2 separate regions of the Mus musculus genome follow, and region 2 is linked to region 1. A link is a contact called in public HiChIP or PLAC-seq data. All regions are on one chromosome and are shown on one strand. The core of a region is the stretch at or near the end of the contact, and the rest is flanking DNA. Distances in the headings are between cores, read along the strand shown. Region 1 holds the start of Rab12 (RAB12, member RAS oncogene family). Region 2 holds the start of Themis3 (thymocyte selection associated family member 3).

Evidence for each region. HiChIP or PLAC-seq counts read pairs in DNA pulled down with a chosen protein or histone mark.
Region 2: an H3K4me3 HiChIP or PLAC-seq map of intestinal villus epithelium shows a contact between it and region 1, with 5 read pairs. The contact joins the promoter of Themis3 here to the promoter of Rab12 in region 1. A contact is called at or near these places in 3 of 115 datasets of contacts at active chromatin or transcription factors (embryonic stem cells, intestinal villus epithelium and pancreatic cancer cells).

The regions. Positions count from the first base shown.
Region 1 is chr17:66,515,572-66,522,626 of GRCm38.p6, forward strand. Rab12 (RAB12, member RAS oncogene family) reads right to left here and starts at 4,099. Exons shown (of 6, transcript NM_024448.2): 1 at 3,777-4,099. The coding sequence starts at 3,999. It overlaps Gm41608 (a long non-coding RNA gene), which reads left to right. Exons shown (of 3, transcript XR_876914.3): 1 at 1-3,374.
Region 2 is chr17:66,590,155-66,597,209 of GRCm38.p6, forward strand. It overlaps Themis3 (thymocyte selection associated family member 3), which reads right to left and starts at 4,493. Exons shown (of 4, transcript NM_028998.2): 1 at 4,293-4,493; 2 at 2,995-3,129. The coding sequence starts at 4,380.

The DNA.
Region 1 (7,055 bases), core at 2,849-5,348:
TTGCATGTACGTCTGTGCACCACATGAATGCCTGGTGCCTGAGGAGGTGGTGCGCGTCCGTGTGGGTATCGAAAATCGAACCCGAGTCCTTTGCAAGGACAAATGCTCTTAATCACTGAGCCAAGTCTCTAGCCCTGAGCTATACTTTTTTTCAAAGATTTATTTATTTATTATATATAAGTACACTGTAGCTGTCTTCAGATACACCAGAAGAGGGCATTAGATCCCATTACAAATGGTTGTAAGACATCATGTGGTTGCTGGGATTTGAACTCAGGACCTCTAGAACAGCAGTCAGTGCTTTTAACCGTTGAGCCATCTCTCCAGCCCCCCCTGAGCTACACTTTTTAAGAAGTTATTTATACTAAATGAAGGGAATACAGTACAAGGAAGACGGATTCAGCACAGCTTCTATATCTTTCACCCAGAAAGTGACAATGCGAACTCACCTACCTAGGGAGTCACAGCACGTAAAGTATGTTTACAATAACACAGATATTCAGGGAAGGAAAGTGGGTCAGTATGTCAGTCATTGTCTAGGCCAGAGGTTCTCAACCTGTGGGTCAAGAACCCTTGAGGGATAAACGACCCTTTCACAGGGGTCATCCTGAATATCAGAGATCCTGCATCTCATATATTTGCACTATGATTGATTCATAACAGTAGTAAAATTACAGTTATGAAGTAGCAACAAAAATAATTTTATGGCTGGGGGTCACCACAACATGAGGAACTGTCTTAAAGGGTCACAGCATCAGGGAGGTTGAACTACCAGTCTAGGCAAAGAGGAAACTAGAAAAATCTGGCACAGCTCAGCTGGGTGCCAACGTCTGTAGCAAACAAGCTTTCTTCTCCTACCTTTCTACCTTCATAAAGCTGCCCCTTTATTAATTATTAATAACCAGCGCTGGCTGATTATTCCACTAATTCAATTCTGCAAATACAAATCTATTCGAAAAAAAAATCACAATAATTTCCATTAAATCATCTAAACACTGTATCGTTTCACATCCTTGCGAATTCTAGGTGTTTTATGCCCACTATGCACCGATTATTAATCATAACAATAAAGATATCAATGTCTCACTGATTCAACCTTTACATTCATTTACCTCCACAGATCCTGTTACACAAGGTCCACAGGTGTCTGATTCCTTGTCAAAGGTGTCTTTCAGGCCCTCCCACCCCTGCCCGTTCTAGCCTCTGAATGACAGGTGCCATGTGACCTATCTTGGTGGACTCATGCTGGGGACTGTGGTCTCTTCCAGAAGCAGCCTTGACTCAGTAAAAAAAGCATCAGGGAAGACACTCCTCTTCTTTGTGGGGCTCTTTGTATAAGGCTGGGAAGGAACTAGAAAACAGGCCACAGGAAGACCTAGAAGCTCTGCTCAAGCAGTAGCTACAAGGCTATACCACACCCAGGGTCATATTTAAACAGCATTTTCTAAAGGAACTTAAGGAATGAACTTGGCTCCTCAGGGCTCAGTGGGAAGGAATCTTCTAACAAGCCCTTGGCCCCAGCCAGGAGGCTTGTGTGTTAAGTACCCTTCTCTGTCCATGCTCCCCTTGAGCACTGTAATCTGGCGCCTGCTGGCACCACTTGCACACTGAGCCCACGCTGGGCTTCCACATTACCCCACAGGCGGCACAACACCCAACACACAGCAGGTGCTCAACAAACCGCAGGCTGGCTAGAAAATAACTCAACCCAGAGGCAGGAGTTGAAGAGGCAGAGGCACCTGTTAGCATGTAGTGTCTTCAGGCTTTCCTTAAGTTATGGTTACCATCTTTTTCCGAACTTCCCACAAGAAACACTTACTGAAATTAATTACTTTAGGCTGGATATGAAGTAAACAAAAACATCCAAGGGAAAAATTCAACCACCCTCAGTGTGGGGAGACACCCGTATATTTGTACATATAATTATGTATGTAAGGAGGCCTGTTTCCGCTCATTTCCAGATAGTCTATGTAATTCCATGATGTCTCAAGCTAGTTTCATTTTGTCAACAAGGGGAAAGCTTACTGAGTAGGCCCATCTTTCTCAGGAGGACAGGCCAGCTCTCCACGGATCCACTTCTATGAGCCCTAGGAAAACTTCCTAGAATGTGGGTGTGCTGTCATAAAGGCCAGCTCTCCCCACCCCAGTCCGTCACCTCGAGCCTTCCGAGTGCTGCAGTCCTATTTCCCTTCTATATTAAATATAACCATTAGCTTTCATTTCTGCATATGTAAGTGTGGGGCCATAAACGACTGGTAATTCTCAACTGCATTCAAGCCTACTGCACTTATGTCAGAAACAAACAAAACAATATAAGCCTCATTTCCTGGTTAATAACTCCCTGTATACTCTTAGGATCCAAGATTGGATATTTGCAGTGGGTATAATTACGTTACTGAGTTCTAATAACACATCCCCAAGACAAACATTTAAAAAACAAACAGGGTAGAAGGAGCATAAATATTTCCAAAATGGTCTGTTAAAAAAAAAAAAAAAAAGGCATGAAGGGGCATAATCAAAAAGGAAATTTAAGTCAGTGTGAAAACTGGAGGTTTAATTTTCCGGTCTAAGTACTTAGAACCGTGGTAGTTTTGTTACCCGGCAACTTACCAATTACGACCTAAAGAGAGTCCCTGAAATTCTCTACAGAATTCTCATCTCAAAACGGGAACCATCAATGGTTACAACGGAAAATATGTGCACCAGTGTTTAGCTTTTCAAACCTCCAAGCTGAGATTTTGTTTGTTTTGAGACAGGGTCTCTCTGCATAGCCCTGGCTGTCCTGGAACTCACTGTGTAGACAGACCAGGCTGGCCTCGAAATCAGAGATCCACCTTCCTCTCCTTGGGGCTAGGATTCAGGGAGAACGCTAGATTTTTTGTCACTCTGTCCAGTCCCTCCTGCTCACCCCCTTTTTCTATAAGCCACCCCAAATGAGAGTTTTCCAGGTAGCTTTTCCATGGTCACAACTGTTTCCCATAACCCCAACAAACCTCTATGTCAAGCCCTGTCAATCCAGTGTCACTAAAAACATTCCCTTGCAGTTTCAAACCCAGATCCCGAGGAAGGTAACAGGAGCGTTACCTATGGATTTCCCGGTAATTCACCGACCTCGGGTGGGTGCCGGGAAATCGCCCTTACTTTGCCCGCCTATCCACCCGGTTATTTGAGGTCAAGGATAAACACAGCTGAAATCCCTTTGCCCTACATTTGTGCACAGAACAAGAAAGAAACCCGAGTGTAGCTTTAGCGCGAACTGTCTCTGCAACAAACTTCTTTTCTGTAAACCACGAAAATAGACAGAAAATGAGAAAGCAAACCTTGGTCCATCCCTCCAGCCTGCAAAGCTGCGAGGTCCGGACCCATTTAAGATGGTGAGTAACCCCGGGGCACTGCACTGGTGGGTGGCCTTCAGCTCTACTTTCGGTTCACAAAGCCGTTTTCCTGGGTGAGCAGGAGTAACGGACCGGGAGTTTCCGCGGATGCATCACCCGGACCTCATGACTGGTGAAGGCTCCGGGAGGGAATGTTTGGGCTTCGGGGGTCCGACACCCGCGGAAAGGCCACGGAAAAGCTCGGTCTGGCCACAAGAGAGGGTCGGGCTTCCACGGAGACCTGGGCTGTGCGCGGCTCGGATGCCAGATGTGCCCACGGCGGGTATGCCCGGGCATCCGTAGGATGATTCGTTGAGGCCCTGGGAGAGGGTCAGAGCTTCCATGGGGACAGGGACCGGGCCCCGACCTCCCCCAGGCCCACCCGCCACAGGCCCGGCGTACCCACGGTGGACTTGCAGGCCTCGCAGAACGTGTCGTCGGTGAAGCGCTCCATCAGGCTGGTCTTGCCCACGCCGCGGGAGCCGATGATGATGACCTGCAGCTTGAAGTCGGCCGGCCTGGGGGGCTGCTTCCTCCGGCGGGCCTGGCCGCCCGACAGCGCCGGGGAGACCGCGCCCAGGCTGCCGCCCGCGGGCCGCCGGTGCAGCGCGGCGCTGGGATCCATGCACGCATACGGCTCGCGCTCGGGCCGCCGTCCGCGCGCCCCGGGCCCCCGCGCACCCTCCACCCGCTCCGCGCTACCGCCGCCGCCGCCGCCGCCGGGAGTAGAGGAAGGGAAGCAGCTTCTCCGCAGCAGCGGTAGCAGCATCCCGGACCGGGAGGGGCAGGAAGCGCAGGCGCGGCGCCACGCGGGACTGGAGCCCGCCCCCTGTCGGTCGGAGGACCGAGCCGTGCGCTCCGCTCCGTGGGGTGTATGTTATGTGTGGGTCGCTCTCCGTCACCCCTGTTCCCTCGGCCCTCCCCACTCGGCGCACTTTCACTCGTGGTTTATCCTCATCGTGCACCGTTCCCAAGAACCACACACTTCTTTTTAGCAGCCCGTCCCAAACGTGTCTCAAAGTGCATATAGCCTGTGATCATCTTCCAGAATTTAGGGTGTTTGGGTGCTGGGGGTCTCGGTCTGGCCCACGCGGGGTTAGGGTGTGAACGCCACTTTGGAGGAAGCCCACGTACCCTGGCAGGGCCGCACCTCTGCGTGCACTTTTCCTGTGGGGCCCCGAGGAATCAGCTATCTTAAATGGATCTTAAAAGTCTTCCTCAGACTTACAGTTCGTAAAATTCAGTGAGTGACATGCACCTTAGGGGAAGCCAGCAGGTAAAAACTCAGATGACAAGCGACCTAAACTCCGAAGGTTTAGGTACTGACTTGGGTGTGTTATTTTGCCATTTCTACTTGAAAGTATTTACGGCTACAGAAGCTTGCCAGGGATTTATTTAGCAAATTCCTTTGCGTGAACTTGAGCACCTCGGAACACAGGGTTCTAAACATGATAGGAGCTGGCATGCTTGCGAAGAATGATCACATTACTCACCAAATTTCAGCCGTATTTAGAGCTAAGTTTACTAATACATAGCGCATGCGTTTGTTTTGCCATGGATGCACAGTTGAAGAAATCACATTATTTTGCAAAAGTAATCCCAATTGGATTTTTAAAAATGTTATAGCCTATTCTAAATTATCGTTCTTTTTTTCTTGGCGGTACTGGGGATGGAACCTAGAGGCTCACATGGGAATGAATGAAAAGACTCTTTTCATCTATCACTGTTGCAAAAACGTCAATACAAAAGAACAACAAAACAATAAGCCATACACCCTGTTGCAGACTCCAAAGGATGATATAAATGCAAGGTATTCAACTGTTCCTAGTAGGCAGGTGACTCTGCATAACTTGTAAGGTTAAAGACCCTGGCATCCAAAATAGTATCTCTTCCCCCATAGGCAGGTCTATAATGTACCAGAATAGTGGATGTCTTAAATGGGGGAGTTTGGAAAGAAATCCACAGGACTCGGGTTCCATGCTTGTTTGCGTCTTTAAGCCAATTATCAAGGTTACTCCAGGATGCTTCAGCACTTTGGCACATACCAGAAAGCCAGTATTACAGGGACGAATGAATGAATGAATGTGAACAAAGTCATCACAGATAACTATATAAAGAAAGGTGGCTGACTTTGTGCTCGTTCTTAAGCCCCAGACTGTGTAATAAAAGGGGTGCTCTCATATCCTGCCTTACAATTATTCCCCCATCATGCCAAAGGGCCTCCAGTTGATAGTACTTTAGCTCACATGGAAAAAGCCTGATCCAGAAGAGTGAGAACAGAACCCAGGGGCTCCCCTGTAGAAAAGGTAGAAGCTGAAGAAGAAACTCTAGGGAGGTCCGAGAGATCGGGAGACAGCACAACCATGGAAAACAAGGGTTTGTATTTCACAAAGTGGGGAATTATCAAAAGACCCTCTGGTTGTACCATTTGTACTTTGGTGAATACTTTTAAAATATATTTATTTTAATAGACAGATATAGCTATGCATACTAACAGAGAACCATGGCGGTACCATTTTGATGCATACACCATTAATATTTAAATAATATTTAAATCAGATCTAATTAAAATAATTAAACATATATCATGGGACATTTGTTCTATCTTCATGGTAAAAACACTGAAAGTCCTTGACTTTAGCTTTTGAAATGAATAGTATACTGCCACCTATAACCAATGTACTGTGCAATGATATGTCAGGGACTTTCAGCTCTGGCCATACTATTAATATGACTTTGTACTCATTGATCAACCTCTGTTGTCCCCCAGCTCTGCTGTCCCAGCTCTATACTATGCCCTTCTATGAGGTGAAGGTTATTTTGGAATCCACGTATGAGTAAGATTGTATGGCGCTTATCTTTCTGTATCTGGTTTATTTCATTGAACATGATTCCCAGTTCCCAGTGATGCCAAGGATAGAATTTCAGATTTTAATGGCTGAACAGCAGCACAGATGTGCTCTTGACATGTTGAATTCATTTCCTCTGATATTTCCTCTGATATTCAAATGGTGTTATAATTTAGGATTTAAATGTCCCACAAAGGCCCATGTTGATTAAAGGCTTGGTCCCTAGCTTGGTGTAATAGGGAGGTGATGAGGACATTTAAGAGGTGAGAGCTTGGCTGGGCATGGTGATGCCTATCTTTAATCACAACACTTGGAAGGCAGAGGCTGATAAATCTCTGTAAGTTCAAGGCTAGCCTGTGCTACATACATACCCTCTTTCAAGAAAAGAAAAGAAGAGAAACGGATAAGGCAGTTAGGTTGTCAAGGGCATGCCTTCAAACGAGGATGCTGGGATCCACACCCCTTTTGTCATTTTCTCTATCACGGGCACCTCACTACAGGCCCAAAACTTTGAGGCAGATTAGTCAGGGAGGAAAGCCCCCAAACTGTGAACTAAACCAAGCCTTTCCTCCTGTGAGTTGATAGTCTCAGGTATTTTGTTATAGTAACAGAAAGCTGACCTACACAGGGTTTGTTGGACCAGTAGCAGTTCTCTTTTTATTTTGTTTCTTTTTAGATTGGTGAATTGTTATATTCTTTTCTTAAGTTGGATCAGCTTCTGTCTTAGGGTTTCTATTCCTGAACAAAACATTATGACCAAGAAGCAAGCTGGAGAGGAAAGGGTTTATTCAGCTTACAGTTCCACATTGCTATTTAGGAATAGGGAAAGCAA
Region 2 (7,055 bases), core at 3,243-5,742, 75 kb after region 1:
GAAACGGAATCAAGAGTGCATCTCCGTCGTGCTCCCCAGCTGTGCCCCTCACAGGTCCAACTGGAAGAGCTCCAGGGCAACCTCCTTTGCTGATGTGCCTGCTTTTCCTGCTTTGTGGCCATCCTGGGGCTTCCTAGTCCCCTCGGAGTCTCTTCTTACCTTCTCCTTGTTCGCCAGTCTCATACCTGAACCTGCAGAGAGGGTTACCACTGTCTTCTGATAAACCCTTTAGAGCTCAGCAGGGTCCATGTCACTCTGATATCGGAGCAGAGCGGCAGGTCTCTGAATTTGATTGGCAGGGACAGAGTCCACATACCTGAGCCAGGAGGCATGTCTTCTGGCTGTTCATACAGAGTCCCGTGTGTTAGGATAGTTTCTGTTCCTGCTTCCTGGAGAGGCTGGGGCACAGTGCCCAGCGGTGGTAGAGAGGTCTAGCAGGGGGATTGGGTTCTGGGCAGGCCTGTTGCCTGGGGGGTGGGCGCTTGGAGAGGGTGTCCAATCACCTGCCAGCTGCAGCGCCTTCACAAACCCTGCCCAGAGGTTCAGGTTTCCAGAGCTAGTGGAGCTAGTCACCACCACCTCCCAAGCCCCACACCTGAGCTAAAAGAATTACAGTTTTAAACAAGAACATTCTAGTCTTCAGCTGAGAAGAAGGGCTCACGGAGAAGAGAAAGGCAGGGACTGTGCCTTGCACATCAGACCAGACTGACAGCCTGGCCTGCATCAGGAAACACAGCCACGGAATGTGGGCTCTGGGGAACATTCCAGAAGCCTTCTTCCTTCCAAGTTAATCCAGATCCAAGAAAAGCTTGCCCAGACCCAGAATAACAAAACTTATATTTTCGTTCCTTCTTTTTTCCAGGAAACTCATGCTTCAACATCTCCACTTGTATTCTGGGAGAGCTGGAAAGTATGTGTCTATACTCTGAGATGGGAACTCCTGTGCCTATGGTTAGAATGGAGAAGCCGCTGGCAGGCTCTTGCTGCCACTACAGTTTCCTTCACATAGGTAGAATGCTGCTGCATTCATGGCTTAAGCATTGTTGCGTATAGTGCCCGGGACTGGCACTTTCCTAGTCCTTCCCGGCTTCCCTTTTGTTCCAGCCGCCTTTGCTCAGGGAGGTGACCCTGCTCCCTCCCAAGACCTTTGAATCCAAGGATAAAACACACACACACACACACACACACACACACACACACACACACACACACACACACAGAGTTTGTTACTTTACAACTTGCCTTCTAGGCACAATTGCTGGGCGCTGATATCTTCTGCCTGGAAAAGCGTGTCCTTACCAATGTATTATCTCTGTCTCTCCAGTTGCCCTAAACTTCGATGGCTAGTCCCACCTAGCCCCTACCAAACATCCTTGGCCACCTGCCTGTAGCAGAGCCCACAGGCCCCAGCTCACTCTGAGACCTCACATGGTTGCTATGTTCTTCTTCCTCCAAAGCATAGCAGAAAAAAACCAAACCAAACCAAAACCACCCTCTCCTTCCTTGATCTGCCCTTTCCTCCTGGGACCCATAAGTCCTGCCTATACCTTCCACTCAGCAATTAACCACACCCGCACCCCCGACTTCCTTTACTGACAAATGAAGAACCATTTGGGGAATAAGACCTTAGCATCAGAACCACCCCCTTCAAAGCATGCTACTTTTTTTTTTTTTTGATAAATGTTTTAGAAAGATTTGTTTTGTTATTTTATGTGTATGGGTGTTTTGCCTGCATGTGTGTCTATGCACAACATGCTGTGTAGCGTCTATGGAGGACAGAAGAGGCCTGGAACTGGAGTTACGGATGGTTGTGAGCCACAGTGTGAGACCTGGGAATGGAGTGCCTGACTTAAGAGCAGCCAGTACTCTTAACCCCTGAGCCCTCTTTCTAGCCTTGTCTTCCAATTTTGACAGATAAAGAAGCCATCATACATGTCCTTTGGATCATTTGCTCAAAAGTTACCACCTTCTGCTCTGACACCAGCCTTGGCACCTACTGTGCATCCTCCCTGATTTCAAGGTCAGAGAGTGTCCAACAGGGGCCTTAGCACCCCCAAAGCACCAGCAGAGTCACCCCTTCTCAGTGTTGGATGTGACAGTCACTGTACCTGTGCTCTGAACTTTAACGCCCCACACAGAAGCTCTCCGTTTGCCTGGACCTAAAATCCTGACCATTCCTGCTAAAGGTTTTGTCTACTTCTTTCTGCACTTGCATGGGTGTGATGCTCTACATCCTTCTGCTCACCATCTTCCCCTCTCTTCCATGTTTCCTAACTGACCCCACCATAGATACGAGAGTCATTCATTCTGTGGTTTGTTTATCTCATATACTGTCTTTAAATTATGAGACAAGGGGCTGGTGAGATGGCTCAGTGGGTAAGAGCACCCGACTGCTCTTCCAAAGGTCCGAAGTTCAAATCCCAGCAACCACATGGTGGCTCACAACCATCCATAATGAGATCTGACTCCCTCTTCTGGAGGGTCTGAAGACAGCTACAGTGTACTTACATGTAATAAATAAATAAATAAATCTTTAAAAAAAAAAAAATTATGAGACAAATATCTTTATCCCTCTTCCTGTCTCAAAAACAAAACAAAACGGTCCCACGATTGAGCTACACTGATCATGTCTGTGTCTTTGCGGTCTTCCCCACAGTTTCCGAAACTGGCTTTTACTCTTTCGTAGGAATGTTTAACAACCAGATCCAGTACAAGAGAGAAAAGCCAGGATTTCCTCAGCACTCATCTCTGACAGGCATGGAGTTGAGGACATAGCAGGAGCTCAGGTAAGGAAGAGCCCTGCTCCAGGTACAGGACTGTGCAGTTGGCTCTGCTGGCCCATGGCTGGCAAACTCCCACTTCCTACTGCTTCCCCACTCCCAGCTGACAACCTGCCTTCCTTTTCTGACACCTGACAAACAAGCACCAGAATGACCTTCCATGTGTTCTCTGAAGAGTCACAAGACCCAGAAGGAAGCACTTTGTACCCTGTACCTTCATATCTAAGAGGTATAGTGACCACGTCCAGAACTTGATCACCGTCCTTCAGTTCTGCTCTGACGAAAACTGGCTCCAGGTCCACCACCGTGATGATATCCCCTTTGGAGAATGACAGGTTTTCAAGTGACCCTGAAAGACAATAGTTGCCATGGGAAAGAACCTCAAAGGTTGAGGTTCTAGCCAGAGATTCATATCTAGTATTTCTCTAGGTAAACGAACTCTTTAAGTAAATATTTAAGTAAAATTTGTTAAATGTGACATGAGACGAGCAGAGATCTCTTAATGAATACAGAAAAGTGACTGAGATCAATAATTGAGTAGTTTAGCATCTTTTATGGAGGTAGACTCTTCAGTATGTCACTATATGTAATTTACTTTAAAGTTAAAAATATTTGAATTAATTCTTTTTCCAGAAGTTGCCATCATGATTTGTCTTGCCCGGTGGGCAGTATGGCCACCTTGATCATTTCCAGCGGTGAACCATGTTTTTGGTGTTCCCAAAATGCAGAGTAAGTGCTAGATGGCCTCTGGTGCACAGGAGGACTCCTTATTAACCATGGGAAGCCCCCTAGAGCATTGACGTGATTTTTTTTTTGTTATCATCAAACCAACAAAAGACAATTTTTCAAGCTCACATTTATCTATGCCTTAGACTTCATGTGTCAAATTGCTGTAATTTCTCAGCAGAGTGAAAAATATTCACTGCTCAAAAAAAATAACATTTTCCCTTTTCCTAGGCAATATTGGTGAATAGCTCCTTTCTTTCCCAGCCTCTGTCAAATTAAAATAAATAAATAAATAGATAAATAGATAGATAGATAAATAAATAAACAAATAAATAAACAAGTAACTCTTCAAACAGCAGAAATATGCCAACTATGTTGCCAACTCTGCCAACTATGTAGCAAGGAGCATTGCTAGTCGTATATTTCATACTGCCCATGGCTAAGAAAAATACTTTAGCAAGTAACTATATGCCTTCCATAAACAGAACATTTTTCTCTCTCTTTTTCCAATGCTCTATCTTCTTGTGAAAGAGGTTTTTTGCCCCTTTTAAGTTACGGTATGTTAAAAAGAAATAAGGGCAGTTGTTACTTTTCTTTTTAACAGGCAGACGATTCTGGTAGAAAAATGCCTGATTCTCCTTAGCCTAGCATCTCCCAACACGATCTAGATAGTACAGGACTCCCTTCACCAGCTCCCATTCCTGAAGTCTTGCAACCACATTTCCTTGGATTTTGGCAGAGTATGTTTCTCCTGGTCCCCTCAGATACCATCCCCCTTCCTCCTACCTGAATATCTTCCCTGGGTCACCTCCACTTGTCTGGGCAAAGAGTTCTGATTTAAGGAACTGATGTAAGAGTCCCAAGTTTGCTCCATGGCACTGGAATTGTTTTTATCCTGCAGGACATGGTCAGCCGTGCTCAGAGCAGTGGACGGACGGCAAAAGAGGTCTCTCTGGACCAGGTAATGAGCCACCTGATCATGACTCTGGCTGTGAGCCACGTGTCACAGGGGAAAAGAGGAAGTAACTAACTCGCCAGGAAGAAGGTTCATTGGTTCAATGACTGAGGGCTGGGAAGGGTAGGGCACCTGACTCTTTTGGTTGGATGATTTCCTGAAAAGGCTCTCTAGGTTTTGTTGGGAGGTTCTCCTAGATTAGAGAATCCCAAGCAGTGTCCTATACATCATCCAAGTGTCCTGTCAGCACAGGTTCTGATCCTGAAGGTGGGGCCTAGTCACCTGCATTTCTGTCGAGCCTCTAGATGACACCTGCTGGTTCTTAAACTACTCTTTGAGGAACAAGGTACAAGGGATGTTGTGCTTTATAAAAAGAAAGGAGCCAGGGATATATGTGTGCTGGAGGCACAGTATGGTATGGGGAAGGGGGTGACTCTGTGGCCCATGCTGAGGCATCCCTTTCCCCTAAGGTACCAGCCATAGGATGGTATAATATAAAATAGTTCATTTAGGGCATGGGAAGGGGAGTTGAAGGAGTAGAGAGAGAGAAAGGCAGAGAGAGAGAGAGAGAGAGAGAGGAAGAAGAGGAGGAGGAGGAGGAGGGGGAGGAGGAGGAGGAGAGGCCAGTCATAAAGCACGTGGAGAGATGGGGGAGGGGAGTGGGGAGAGAGGGGGAAGAGGGTAAGGGAGCCAGAGCAAGAGGAGAAGAGAGCAAGAGAGAGAGAACAGGGGGCAAGCAGCCCCTTTTATAGTGAGTCAGAACTCACTCTTTTATAGTGAGTCAGTGTTGCCAGGTAACTGTGGGGCAGAGCCTAGACTAAATTCCAAGAAGGGATACCAGTATTATCTGGATTATATGAATATAGTGACTAATTCTGCATCACCAATAATGCACATGTGTCTCAGTGAGGAAGGAAAGCAAAGCAAAGCAAAGCAAAGCAAAGCAAAGCAAAGCAAAGCAAAGCAAAGCAAAGCACTTCCCCTTGGAGGCAGAGTGAGTCTACATTTGAATCCTTTTCTCCCATGTGTGTCTTCCCTCTGTCTGTCTGCCTGTCTGTCCATCTGTCCGTCTGTCTGTCTGTTGTATGAGTCTGACTGAATCTGTGACTACCTAAAGGCTGTCTGGCGAATCTGTTTGTCCCTGTATCTGTGCATCTGTCTATCTTATGAGCTATGTGTAAGTGGTCTGTCTGTCTCTCACAAAGGGTTTTGCTGTGCCTTTATTGAACAGCCCAGGGAGTGTCACATGGGGGAAGGAATCAGATACTTTACAGAGATCTCTAACAGTTTTACAAGAGGCTGAGCCACTGGCTGCAGTGGCTTCCTACTCATCAGGTAACAGACATCATTGTTTACCAACCAATAAACAGCCACTATCAACCTTCAGGGTGGGTTTTAAGACATTGCTTTTAATTTCTGTGTGTGTTGCTCTCAGTGACGATAGACATGCATGGTTTAGGTCAGGGGCGTGGAAGAGACTGTGATTTAAGATTACAGCTATGCACTGGCTTGGGTTGTAAAAGTTGATTGCAGGGGCAATCCAGGCAAGCAAGGTTGGTTGTTACATTGTTCTCTTAAAAGCAGGCTAAACAAATAGTTTGAGCGCACAGTAGGACAGCAGTCTCAATTGACTACAGGGTGTATTGTTAACTCTGGCTGTGAGGTCCAGCAAGAGTTCCAGTCTCTTACAGTCGTGAGGTCTGTAGATCAGCATCAACATTACCTGAGACACACAACAACAAGCCCCTCCCAACCTATCAAACCCGACTCTCTAGGTGTGGGGTCCAGTATGGCCTTGGATGGACAGCATCTCTGACATCTACCAGTGTGTTGAGGATGCAGGCTCCACCCCAGCACCTTGAACCAGAGCCCTCATTTAAACAAGTTCTCCAGCTGATAGGGTCAAGCATTAGATGTGGGAGGTGCCGCTGGGTAACTGCTCCAGAAGACTAACAACAGCCTTGAGCACTTGAGCATTTAAGGGGAGACACAGTTCAAGCCCCAGGAGCTGTCTACACCCCAGCTGCTTAGGGCTGAGCATTGGTCAACACCCTCTGCCAGAACTGGGTTCTAGTAGACCAATCTCCTTCATCCACCATAGCCCACCTGGGCTTCCTTATTTGATCAGAAGAGTAATATCTACTGTGAGAATAACATTGTGAAGAAGAGATGTACAGTTTTCCACACCTCCCCTCCCGGGAGAGGCTGCCTCTGATAGTTCGGAATGTTTCTTCTCTCTCTCCTTGTATGCATCCTTCAGAAAGTTATTTTTACTTGATGTTATCAGGGCCAAGGGAAACTCCATTTTCCCAGATTCTTACACTTAGACAAAAGTCAGCAGTTCTCAGGAACTTGGGAAGCCAGTTTCTTCTATCAAGAGGAGCCAGTTCCCTTATCATCGGCAGAAGGGACAAGTGGCTCTCGATGGTGTCTATAGTACACTGAAGTGGATACTGGCCTCTAGGCTCCTTCAGTAGTGAGTACCTGTTACACATTTCAAAGTCCATGCTGGCATTCTGGCTCTTCTCAGCTCTTCTCACCTCTTCTACCCTAAACTTCTGCAGCTCAAGACTCAAAGGCTCTCCTCTCCACAG